2 separate regions of the Mus musculus genome follow, and region 2 is linked to region 1. The links are chromatin contacts, called in public Hi-C maps. All regions are on one chromosome and are shown on one strand. Each heading gives the region's core, a stretch centred on a gene start, on an enhancer-like site or on the middle of the called end of the contact. The rest is flanking DNA. Distances are from core to core; before and after follow the strand shown.

Evidence for each region. Hi-C and Micro-C count contacts between places; a contact is called where the count stands out from the background.
Region 2: a Hi-C map of muscle stem cells shows a contact between it and region 1, with 2.1 times the contacts expected there. The contact joins two enhancer-like sites. A contact is called at or near these places in 4 of 39 promoter capture datasets (embryonic stem cells, liver, pre-B cells and 1 more), 6 of 484 Hi-C or Micro-C datasets (embryonic fibroblasts, embryonic stem cells, liver and 3 more), 4 of 115 datasets of contacts at active chromatin or transcription factors (bone marrow-derived dendritic cells, bone marrow-derived macrophages, a colorectal cancer cell line and 1 more) and 1 of 9 other capture datasets (embryonic stem cells).

The regions. Positions count from the first base shown.
Region 1 is chr14:105,814,080-105,820,412 of GRCm38.p6, forward strand. No RefSeq gene overlaps it. Among named protein-coding and RNA genes, the nearest start is that of Gm41239, 5.6 kb to the right of the region's middle. Within about 2 kb of position 1,387, at least 62 of the 459 cell types and tissues checked have an H3K27ac peak or open chromatin away from gene starts, as enhancers often do. A contact at or near this core is called in muscle stem cells and pancreatic cancer cells, where this site is marked.
Region 2 is chr14:105,613,957-105,620,004 of GRCm38.p6, forward strand. No RefSeq gene overlaps it. Among named protein-coding and RNA genes, the nearest start is that of Mir6390, 6.8 kb to the right of the region's middle. Within about 2 kb of position 1,600, at least 59 of the 459 cell types and tissues checked have an H3K27ac peak or open chromatin away from gene starts, as enhancers often do. A contact at or near this core is called in muscle stem cells and pancreatic cancer cells, where this site is marked.

The DNA of each region.
Region 1 (6,333 bases), core at 137-2,636:
GAATTTGATGGCAGAGCAAGGCATGATGTAAGCATAGCTGAGACCACATATCTAGATCTACAAGCAGGAAAGAGAGAGGCACACTGGGAATGGCACAAGTCTTTTGGAACCTCAAGACTTTTTCCCAGTGACATAGCTCCTCTAAGGAGGCCAAACCTGCTAATCCTCCCGGAACCGTTCCACCAAGAGAGAATCAAGTCTCCAAGCATATGAGCTTACAAATGCCATGCTTACCCAAGCCAGCACCACCAGTATTCCAGAGTTTGGTTAATGTAACTAGTTTACCTACCCATATTAATGTCTATTTTATAATTTAAATTCATTCAGCTGAACATGTATCCCAATATCTGAGTGTTTCTAGATGAACATTCCTCATAAGACTTATGGCAGAAAAAAAAATGGCAAAACAAACAAGATTTGCAGTTAATGGAAATAAGATTTTCAAAGACTTAAATAGTAACTGTTTATGTGCATATTAGAAAAAAATCTGTGAGAGAGGAATTTATAGTCTGTAGTTTCACTACTGTGAATATTCATAGCTATAATCTGATAGAGTTTTAAAACATTCACACCGGAATCACAGGTGTGTTTATAAAGTCATTAGAGGCAAAATAATGGAATATTTAAGCTAAAACTGAAGCGTCTATCATTATCTTATTTTTATCTAACACAAGTTCATGGCTTTTAAAAATGATAATTTTTAGTATTTAATGTTTAAATCTGAGATACTCATAAACATGGTGGAAATATTCTCATTAAACATTATAATGTAGTTTAAAGATTTAGAATAGAATACTTTGATTAAAGAGACAATACTTGTGCTAGTTTTACTTAAAGGAAAAGTTGTGTTTAAGATGATACCACGTTCCGTTAAAGGGCTCAAGAACTCAGCTGGATTTTGTCAGGAATATTAGCTTTTCCCACAGGTATTCGGGCCGTTTGCACATCACATTTGTTTAAAATTGTTGTTTAAATATAAGTTATTAAATCATAGGATGAGATGAAGGCATCAAATGTGGTTCTACATATTTTGGGGAGGAAGAACAGTAGAAATTGGGTATAGGTTTTTACCTACTGTCTGAAAAGGCAATGGAATTATGTTATCTTTTAAGTGAATGTGTGTGCATTAGTTCTCTCTCTCTTTCTCTCTCTCTGTCACACACACACACACACACACACACACACACACACACACACACACACAGTGGAGTTAAAAGAGAGAAAAAAAGAGTAAAAGTTCACTGTAACCTGGTGATTTATTGGGGAAGGCTCAGCAAGCTCACATAAAAACTGAAGCGGGGAAGTGGTCGGACATTGGGTCAAATCCCCATTCACATGTTGCGTAATAAAGGGCTGACTGCACCCTTTCAGGCTTGCCTCTACTCAGAGACAATGGCAACTGCAGAGCAAGACTAATAACAGGATTTAGCATAAATCCACCACAGGAAGTGAACAGTGGTAGTGGCAAATAATTAGCCAGGAAACATTCTACAGGAGCGCCGGGACGCATCCGTGAACTCTCCGACTCTCAGTCCGCTTCGGATCATGAAAATATCAGTAGTTCTCAGCGATCGTTAATTTTTGGGTGTTTGTTGTAAGATGGCTTTTCCCCCCACCCCCACCCCCCTTTTTTTTTTCTTTTCACAAGCGGGCCTGATTTTTCGTGTCCTAATTTAGCAGCCACAGCCCAGGGGTTTGGAGGCTCAAGGGAGGGGTTTAGAACGTTCTCTTTTTCTCTCCTGCCGATGCTTTTTTTTTTTTTTATTGCAAGGTGGATAGTGTTTATTTTGCACGGCTAACAAGTGAGTTCAAAGCAATAACACTCCTCTTGAACTCCTGCCAGAATCCCGGAGCTGAAGCTCCCCTGCGTGGCAGAGCTGACCTATGCTCTCAAAGCCTAATTAATTTGCAGAGGAATGTCAAAATGACAGGTCCACCACCTGCTTCACTTGACACTTAAAAGGAAAGCTAAGTGGGAGTGTAAAAGGAAGGAGAGGTGTCCAAAGCAGCTCTCCTGTGCATGCCCTGATTTCTGAGACCCTGAAGCACGTTGCTGGGAGTCTCCATTTCCACATTCTGAGCTCTTCATTTCTGTCCGTGTTTGAAAAAGTGCTAGTAAATGGTCACGCCATTGTATTAGGGCCAATGCTGCCACTGGACGTGGCTTTGAAGTTCTTTCTGTCAAATACCTATCTGATTTTGTCATCTCAGAGCAGCCAGCAGAGACTCTTGTTTTCTCCTTTTAACTCCTTAAAACCCACTTTCTCCAAAGCCAAGAGAACAGGCATGAACTGTGGCTGGAGACCAACTGTCATATCAAAATCCTAAACTGAACGTTAAAAACTATAATTCTGGACATTCAGTCCAGCTCATCTGAGAGGTATCTCTGTTATATGAAGTCACAAAATCAGGAAAGAGCAGATGAAGGTCTCCAGCGTCGTATCGACTGATTTCATAATACAGTAATGAGGGTTTTTTTTTAAGACTTCTAATAAAAACATAACTCTGGAGCTGGGCGTGGTGGCCTACAGTCTTAATCCCAGCACTTGGGGAGCTGAGGCAGTATGAAGTGGGGGGGTCAGAATACCAAGCTTTAGTTCAGCTTGAGCCACCTAGCAGGATCCTGTCTCAAAATAATAACCCACTTATTAATTACTTAGGTGACATTGGTATATTGCTCTCAGTAAGTCACCCACAAGTCAGATTCCCAGGCCTTGACCTTAGATCTTTAATATTGCTCCCAACCTTGCTGTGTCTTACGTAAGTTAACTCCTTCAGACTCTGGTGAACAGAAATCTTATCTTCAAACACTGTCTGTCTTTTATGCATTTTGAGTATATATATGTGTGTGTGTGTGTGTGTGTGTATGTATGTATGTATGTACACATACACACACACACACACACACACACACATATATATATATATATATATATATATATATATATATATATATATATATAAAATGTTACTCTTCAACACTGAAGTCCATAATTCAACATACTATTGGCTATTAAAAGGACACCTTAGAACTGCTTCTTCAGGGCTGGTGAGATGGCTCAGCGGTTAAGAGCGCTGACTGCTCTTCTAAAGGTCCTGAGTTCAAATCCCAGCAACCACATGGTGGATCACAATCTGATGTTGTCTTCTGGAGTGTCTGAAGACAGCTACAGTGTACTTACATTTGATAAATAAATAAATATTTAAAAAAAAAAAAAAAGAACTGCTTCTTCAATAGGAACGTTACTGGAGAGATGGATCAGTGCTTAAGAGCACTGATTTCTCTAGAAGAGGATCTTAGTTGAGTTCTTTTATTATTATTGTTATTATTAATTGGTTATTTTATTTACATTTCAAATGCCCCCTCCTCTACTCCCCTCTGCAAGCCTCCCATCCCATCCCCTCCCCCCTTTGCCCCTAAGAGGGTGTTCCCCCACCTACCCACCCACTCACTCCTGCCTCACTGCTCTAGCATCCCCCTATCCTGGGGCGTCAAGCCTCCACAGGACCAAGAGCCTCTCATTCGCTTGATGTCTGACAAGGCCATCCTCTGCCTCATACGCATCTGGAGCCATGGGTCCCTCCATGTGTGCTCTATGGTTGGTGGTTTAGTCCCTGGGAGCTCTTGGGGGTGGGGTGGGGGGTCTGGTTGGTTGATATTATTGTTCTTCCTATTGGGTTGCAAACCCTTTCCCTAATTCACCCATTGGGGTCGCCCTGCTCAGTTCGATGGTTGGCTGAGTATCTGCATCTGTCTTAATCAGATGCTTGCGGATCCTCTCAGAGGACAGTCACACTGTGAGCAATTCTTGGCATCCACAATAGTGTCAGTGTTTGGTGTCTGCAGATGGGATAGATCCCACGGTGGGGGGCCTCTGGATGGCCTTTCCTTCGTTCTCTGCTCCTTTAAACAGGGACAATTCTGGGGTAAATATTTTGTGATGGGTAGGTGGCCCCATCCCTCAACTGGGGGAGGGGCATGCCTATCTACTGAAGGTGGTCTCTTCGGGTTCGATCTCCCCTCAGTTGGGTATTTCGGTTAACGTCATCCCCGTTGAGTCCTGGGAATCTCTCACTTCCCTGGTGTCTGGGATTTTCTAGTGGTCCCCCCAACCCCTGTTCCCCATTCTCCACTGCTACATATTTCTATTCATTCTCCTTGCCCTCTGGACTTCTCTCCTGTCTCTTCCCATAGTTGAGTTCTTAATACCCACACACAGTTGCCTATAACTCCAGCTCTGAGGAACCTCTACACCCTCTTCTGGCTTCCATGGGCACATGCGCGCACACACACTCACACACACACAAACGGGGAGTGGGGGAGAAATAGAATCTTTTTTAAAATATGAAGAGTGTAGCTTAGTGGCTAGAGCATGCTTAGCATAAGCAAGCTCTGAGCGGATCTTCAGCACTGAAACTGAAGGAAGGGAAAAAGGTAGGAGATGGAAGATAGAAGCAGCAGCAGTAGGATTCTGACAAGACTTCAGTTACTTGGCCTAAGTTAGGAAGGAAATCATGCCATAGCTGTCTTGAAGGTGACTTAGTCAAACTAAGCCCCGTGGATGCTGAAGGATGAAGGCTAGAGTCAGGTGGATCCACATTTGGATGACAGCTGGAGCACTTACCAACCTTACCAACTATTTAGCCACTACTAATTAATGAACTCTTAAAGGCTTAGCTTCCTCTTATGTACAGTGAGGATAATATTGGTACCTTGCTCATACTTTTTTATACTTTGTACTATGGCTGTCACACAGTAATGTCATCTATCACAAAAACCAAAACAGGTGGGAGATGATATGCAGCAGAAAAGAAGAATCCTGTCAGATAGTGTCATGTTCCAGCAACCCTTGTTTATGGGGCGGGAATCCGGGATGATGTGATCTTTGTCTTCAGTGTTCCTTGTCATCTTTTCTAGGTTAGCTTTGTCTTCAGGCTGATTCCCCACATGTTTGCAAAATAGACATGAGTCACAGCTGAGACAAGCAACCTCTTTGTTCAAGACTTGCAGAAAAGAAGAGAGGAAAACACTTCTTTAGCTGTGAAGCAATGTGACTAGAACAACCTCAGCCTTGTAGCCATCACATACAACGGAATGGTCAGTAGAGAAATGTTTTGCCCCAAGTGTCCTCCAGCTTCAGTTCTTGTGATATGCAGGAAGAGAATGTGTATAATAGTACACAGCAGATACTACAGCTAAATATATCAACCATCTTTCCCTGAGTCACTCACATAGATACAGCAGGGATACAGATACCTAGAGAGATGAAGTTCTCTTAGGTAGGCCAAAAGGACTGTTAGCATCTGCCAAGAACCCCAAAGGTGTATCCATTTGATGGGTTCAATATGATTTCAATCATAAGGATAAGGACAGCAACATTCAGGAGCTGTTAGCCATCCCCTAAAACTTGAATGGGCAGAAAACAAGCAAACAGAAAGAAATTGTAAATAGGGCTACTTGACAAGGAGTGTGACCTTTGTCAAGAGTCTTGCATTTACTTGTCATTAAACAGCTTCTTGGGAAGAGGGACTGGAGAGATAGCTAAGAACTTTAAGATTGCTCAGTGTTCTAGAAGCCCCAAGGTGAGTTTCCAGCACACATATCGGTCAGTTCACAACAGTCTGTAGTTAACCTCAGTGGATCTAGTGCCCTCTTCTGGCCTCCATGAGCTCCTACACATATGCAGTTCACAAAAATTCATGCAGATATACACAATTACACTAAATCAATATAAACGTACTTTTAAAATTCATAATGGATGAGTGATGTAGAAAGGTTGTTCTGTGAATGGACAAAATAGGTGAGTTGCCAAATTTTGAAGTAACATTTATGTTGGTAGTTTAAACTGGGAACCAAGGTGATGAAGAGTTATATAGATTCTAGCAATATTGCTGACAGAAAATCAATATTTTGGTAACAGAATGGATAACAATGAAAAAGAAAGTGTTTAAAATAAGGAAAGAACAAGATTGAGGAAAATATCAAAATACTATCTTTGAGCAGGAAAGAATTTAGATGTCTTTGAAAACTGAGAAGGTAATAAGTAGTCGGTGGTACCACAGAGATCCATGTGAAATAAGAAGTCTGAAATGAAGAGAAGAGGTTTGATTCAGAAATGAGAATGTATGGCTGAACTGTATAGTTGGAAGTTAACTTCCTTAATGCCCAGAGTGAGCAGAGAAGAAGAAGCCATCTCCACAGACGAATTCAAACATTCAAGGTCAAGCAGAGAGGGTGAGCTCATTCGTATAGGGGTTGGACAAAGGTCAGCTGGCCAGCGATGAGAAAGACCAGACAGAAGCAGGCATATATAGACAGTCAGGAAGACAAAA
Region 2 (6,048 bases), core at 350-2,849, 200 kb before region 1:
AATTACAGGAAAACACACACTCTTTGTAGACAGAGGAGGTCTTTATATTTATAAGGACTCAAACAGAACTTACAGAGGTGAGATGTGAAGTCTGTTAATGAATTCTGCTCAACGGGATCACAGAAAGTTAGATACTGCAGAAGAAAAGATCAATGAACAAAATATTTAAAGAAAGAAAGCCCTAGAATTAGACACCTCTGCCTCTGCCACCCCGGTGCTGAGCTTAAAGGCATGTGCCACAACTGTCTGCCTGGATTTTTCAATTTTTTTTTTTGGTAGAACAAGATTTTACTATTTTCAACTGTTAATATTCAACAAACAGAATAATTATTTTAAGATATATTACATTGTTATGTCTCCCTTTTCATTTCTGATTTTGTTCACTTGGACACTGTCTCTGTGCCCTCTGGTTAGTCTGGCTAAGGGTTCATCTATCTTGTTGATTTTCCAAAAGAACCAGCACCTGGTTTGGTTGATTCTTTGTACAGTTCTTTTGTTTCTATTCTGTTGATTTCAGCCCCGAGTTTGATTATTTCCTGCTGTCTACTCCTCTTGGGTGAATTTGCTTCTTTTTGTTCTAGAGCTTTCAGGTGTGCTGTCAAGCTGCTAGTGTAAGCTCTCTCCAGTTTCTTTTTGGAGACACTTAGAGCTATGAGTTTTTCTCTTACCACTGCTTTCATTGTGTCCCGAAAATGAGTTTTTGTGACTGAAAATGATTTTATCTTTATGCTGACAAACATTTGCTTTAAAGATAATTTAGTTACAGAAATTATTTGCAGAATGTCTAATAAATAACTTGTTATATATTTAAAATTCTAAGTTGCACTAATACCAGACAAGACTTCAATTACAATAGGATCTAAAAGTGAAGAATTATTATTCCCAAGAAAGTTGTAATAAATTCCTCTGCCCTCTAGCTCTGTAAATGTTCATAAGAAGGTCTTTTAAAACAGTACAATCTTCACTCTTCTACTCAGAAATTTCAAGCCGTTCTGTAAGGGATAGATCTATGTAATATTTAAATGCTCTGATTTGCATTTAAGTATTGCTGATTCTTAAAATTTGTTATGCTGCGCCAATGGAGAGTTTAATACATGTTAGATAATAATACTAAGGATATTTATACACATGGTCTTCAAGGAAAAATTTAGAAATTTAAAATTTTAGTTAGGAAGTATTTTTTTTTTCTGATGGACCAAGCTTATTGTTCCATCAAGCCAATTGCTCCTCCAAGTAATTTGCTAAGTAGTTTGATGTTGTTTATTGTAGCGCTCACACAATTTTCTTTCAATTTGGAGCTGCAAATTATTTGTTTCCTTAATATATTGTTTTAGTACTTTGAGACTTGTTAAAAGGACTTCAGAAAAAGATCAACTTAAGAAGAGGGACAAAAAAATCAAAAAGAGAAAAGTAGTTCTTAGGAAATAAGGAGAAAGGATGGGAAAACATCAAAAGAATCAAAAGGAGAGACAGAGTTGTCCACACGGTCAGGGAAGGAAACGGTTGCCTAGATCTGCTTTGGAGGGTTCTCCATGGCAGTAGCCCTGAAGCCCACAGGCCTTAGTTCTATGGTACCAAAGACAGCATTGAAAGATTCATGACCCTGCCCTGACTCACCAGCACTCCTGGCGTGAGCATTTTCCCTATTGTAGGTTTTATCTAATAGTGACTCTTGGCTGAGCTCCTTGTCTCGTTGATAAGAACATGCATGAGACCTCAGCATATTTAAACTTTAAGTGAGAAATGACTCTGGAAGGTACAATGAAATGTTCAATTGTTCAGTTGATGATTTTTTTTTTTAATTTACTACATGTCAGGAAAATTCTACATTTCTGAAAGTCAGTTAAAAAGTGTCTACAGCATGCATAGTATTCACTTCTGCCCGACATTCCACTGTGTACTGTCAATCAGCTTTTCCTGGGGAGATGTGAGGGAAGTGTTTGCTAACCACAATGCACCAATAAACCAGTGAGTCCACCCAAGTCCAGCGTGGGAAGCAGTGAGTTTATTGGGGGAAAGGTTACTTAGTAAATATGACTCAAAAGCAGCTGCATCACCAAGTTCCCACCCCATGGAGGAGATGACTCATGACAGTTACATCACCAGAGACCCACCCTCTGCCATCCTTTAACCTTTGCAAACTCTAAGACTTCCAAAGAGCAAGTGTAGCTGAGAGACAGGAGGCAGCCACAAAGGAATCTCAGATCGGGGAATGCTTACCTTCCTCCATGCCTTCTATAAAGGAAGATGAAAAACTTCACTATTACCATAGATATAGCTCTCATTGTAATTTTTATATTATTATTGTTTTTATTTGTTCCTTCATTATCATAACTGTATAGCCAAGGAGTTCTGTGGGTTACCTCAGCAATCTTTGCTCCATGATAGGGGTCACCATGCTAAGCCAGGGAAATATAAACAAGTGCCTGTGTCATTATATCCATATTACAAATGTTGTGAACACTCCACAAGCCTGACTCTTTTCACTTTATTTTTTTTCTTGTGGGAAGTGCATGTGTGAATTTATGTGGCTGTATGAACAAGTATGTTCAGGCTAGAAGTTGACAATGGATGTTCTAAGTTGAACCATGGAATGATTCCATGACTTTCCCAGGGTCACACAATTAGCTAAATGGTAGATCCATTAACAAGTTCGACCAGGAGGGAAAATACATTACACAATAGCTGAGGTATGATGAGGGACATAGTGGTGACATATGTAGATATTAACAGAGAGAAGTACCCATCACAGGGAATGAAGTACCATAGACAAGATCTTGGGAGAACAGAGAGAAATATTAGACAAGATGTTTTCTAGGCAGGGAAGAAAACGTAAGGCAAATCCCAGAAGACACAGATGAGGGGCTCAGGAAATGGCCCCATTGGGAAAGTGCCTGCTGTACAAGACTGAGGACTTGAGTTTAGATCCCCAGAACCCGCTAAGAACCTCTGTGACCTCTACTTCTGGTTCAGTGGTTGGTGGAGGGGACACAAGTTGAGCTCATTGGCCATTCAGCCTGCTCAGATCAGGGAATGGTATGTTCAGTTAGAGATCCTGTCTCAAGAAAATGACAATGATTGTCAACCTCTGGCCTGCACACACCTGTTCACATATCCACATGGATGCACACATGCTCTTCCCACATGTGCAAGAGAAAGAATAAAGAAGAAGGAGGCAGGCTCATGGAAAGGATAAAAATGTGTGTAGTGGGAAGTGTCTACGGAGTTGAGACCTGGAGGTGAGTGCCGTTCATGTACACCACCTAAGGGATGGTCGTTCATTAGAGAAACACTTACCTTCTTTTTAGTACAAGAATAAGTATGTTGCTTATTTTAAGCAGTTGGTTTTAAAGTTGAGTGAGACCCTGGATTTGAATCTTTGTCTCATCTAATATTCAGCAGTAGACAAATCACCCTGGTGAATTGCAATGCCTTGTCTGCTAAACAGGTTGGGAAATCCAATTCTCAATAGGATGCTAGGACAAGATGGGGTTAGAAGGTGTGCTTAAAAGAATGGGGATGCCCATAATATGCAGGGGGAATTAGAGAGAAGGGGAAGAAAATAGTGTGTGTTGAGGTTTATTTCAGTAATTCAGTAGTGACATGGTGATGGTCTGAAGCAGAGGTTCTCATGGGACAGAGAGAAGCCAATTTTCATTCTTGCCAGGGACAGTGGGCAGTTTTTGGGGGACTCTTTGGTCCCAATTGGGAACAGGTGATAGCGGTATTGCACAGGATCCAGAAATGCTGTAAAACTCTATAATATATAGAACATCTTCACAAGAATTATCCAGTCCAGTCTAGTATCAGTGTCACTGCTGACAAACATGGTCTAAGCATAGTGTCACTGATACTAGACTGGACTGGATAATTCTTGTGAAGATGTTCTATATATTATATAGAAGGGATAAAGATAACAGACTAAAGCAATGGTAACAAAGATGATGCAAAAGATCTGGGTAACCAACTTTCTGGAGAAGGTACTGTAGCTAAGAAATGTGGTCAAAGTCATTTCCTCTTGCATGTGTGGAAGAACTCAGGAGTGAATTACTTATGGAGTGGATGAGTATGGAAATAAATAAATGAGTGCTTATCAGATGCATACTCAAACTTGCCTAACATTCTGTACATTTAATATAACTCATTTGATCTTCACTATATAGGGAAACAATTATTGTCTCGTGTCATGTAACAAAATAAAACACAGGATAATTCCATGACTTGTCCAAAGTCATACAACTATTTATGGATGTAGAGCCCAGGACTAAGAAGGAAACCCCTTAAAAGTCATAAGGTAAGAATTGAGAGTGGCCTCAGAAGCAGCCTAGTCTTGTTGGGAGGTTGGCAGTCTCAGTCACAGACCTGAGATGTTTGAGGCAATTATTTAATAATTGATATGATAATTATGTATCCTATAGGTCAAAGATTCGATGGTCAGATTCCTCAATTGTTGAACCTGCCAAATGAATTTAAAAAATAAAACAAAATAAAACGGAAGCCTTCGTTGAAAATAGTCCTTGAAAACAGCACTGGGTTTTTATAAAAATACAACCGAGAATTAGTGCAAGTCGTTATTATAGCTGGGGAAAGCTGCACTTTTGTGTTTATTAAATTTTCTGGGGAGACCACATTTTAAAACTTTCAATTATGTGGTCTTAGGGTGCTAAATATTTCCTCTCATCATTCTTTCTTGCCTAACCTCACTGTGTTGGCTCTGAAGTGAAATACAGAAACCGAGTCATGCCGTGGAAGCCCCTGAGCGCTTCCGCTCACCACTGATGTGGTTCTGTGTCTGCTCTTCATGCAAAACCTTCTCCAAAGCCGCTCTGTCTCCGAGGGCCCATTTGACGCTGACCTATTTTTTTTTCCTTTTCTTTTTTTTTTTAAAATTAGCTCCTGCTAATTGTATAAAATAGTGGATTCCATTCTATTTCATACTTGCATATAATGTACTTGGAATTATACCCACTCCCACATTACTGTCTTGTCTCCTCCCTTCTGATGACCCTTAGAACTAGAGTAGAGACTTTGTCTATCCTCAAGGGTCCTCTTCAACAGCCTTGTTGTAGATGCCATTGTCGCTGCTTGGCTTGTTGCAATACCCTGCATACATGATGTCATTATAAAGTGAACATAGCTTTATGTAAGTCTTTTGTTGCCCCCACTACCCCCACCACCCAAATCATCCATTTATTTCAAATTGCAATTTGTTACCTAAACCTTTTAGGGTAAATTAAGCAGAGCTTGTATCAGTATACTTACATGCTATCCCATCATACTGAGGGTTGAACCCATGGATCTTCTTATCTCCGAGTGTGTGCTTTTGGTGAAGTACCAGCCACTGAACAAACCTTACCTCTCCTTTCTGCTCAGTACTGGTAATAATATCAGTGGTCTTCATGTTCTTAGGTACCTCAATGATCATAGTTCCATGAATTCTCTTTATCATGCTTTCTAGAAAGTCTTAGAGTCCTTTTCCCCCCTTGAGAAATAGCCCATACAGTTAGTGTCTAATGATTAAACCTTTGCCACATAAACATTTCCCAGAACAAACAGATCGCTAAATCTAGACAAACTCTCTCGGCCTCCAGCTGCTGAGCAAATTGCCTGCCCAGGATTTGAGAGAACAGGAAATAGGTACTATGGGAGCTGGAGGGTCTGCCGGGCAGGAAGTAGGTACTGTGGGAGCTGGAGGGTCTGCCAGGCAGGAAGTAGGTACTGTGGGAGCTGGAGCATCTGCCGGGCAGGAAGTAGGTACTGTGGGAGTTGGAGGGTCTGCCGGGCAGGAAGTAGGTACTGTGGGAGCTGGAGGGTCTGCCCGGCAGGAATTTGGATACCCTCCAAAACAGGGACCTCCACCACCTCGGTCTAAGCTGCATGATCACCGTTGGGCCTTCAAGGAAATTCATCCATGGACTGATATTTGGAGTCGCAAGGCAAACGGAACATTTAATACCTCAATCTCTTCAAAGGTGGTACCCAGAATATGCCCATGATGCCATTTAATGTGTGTGTGTGTGTGTGTGTGTGTGTGTGTGTGTGTGTTGT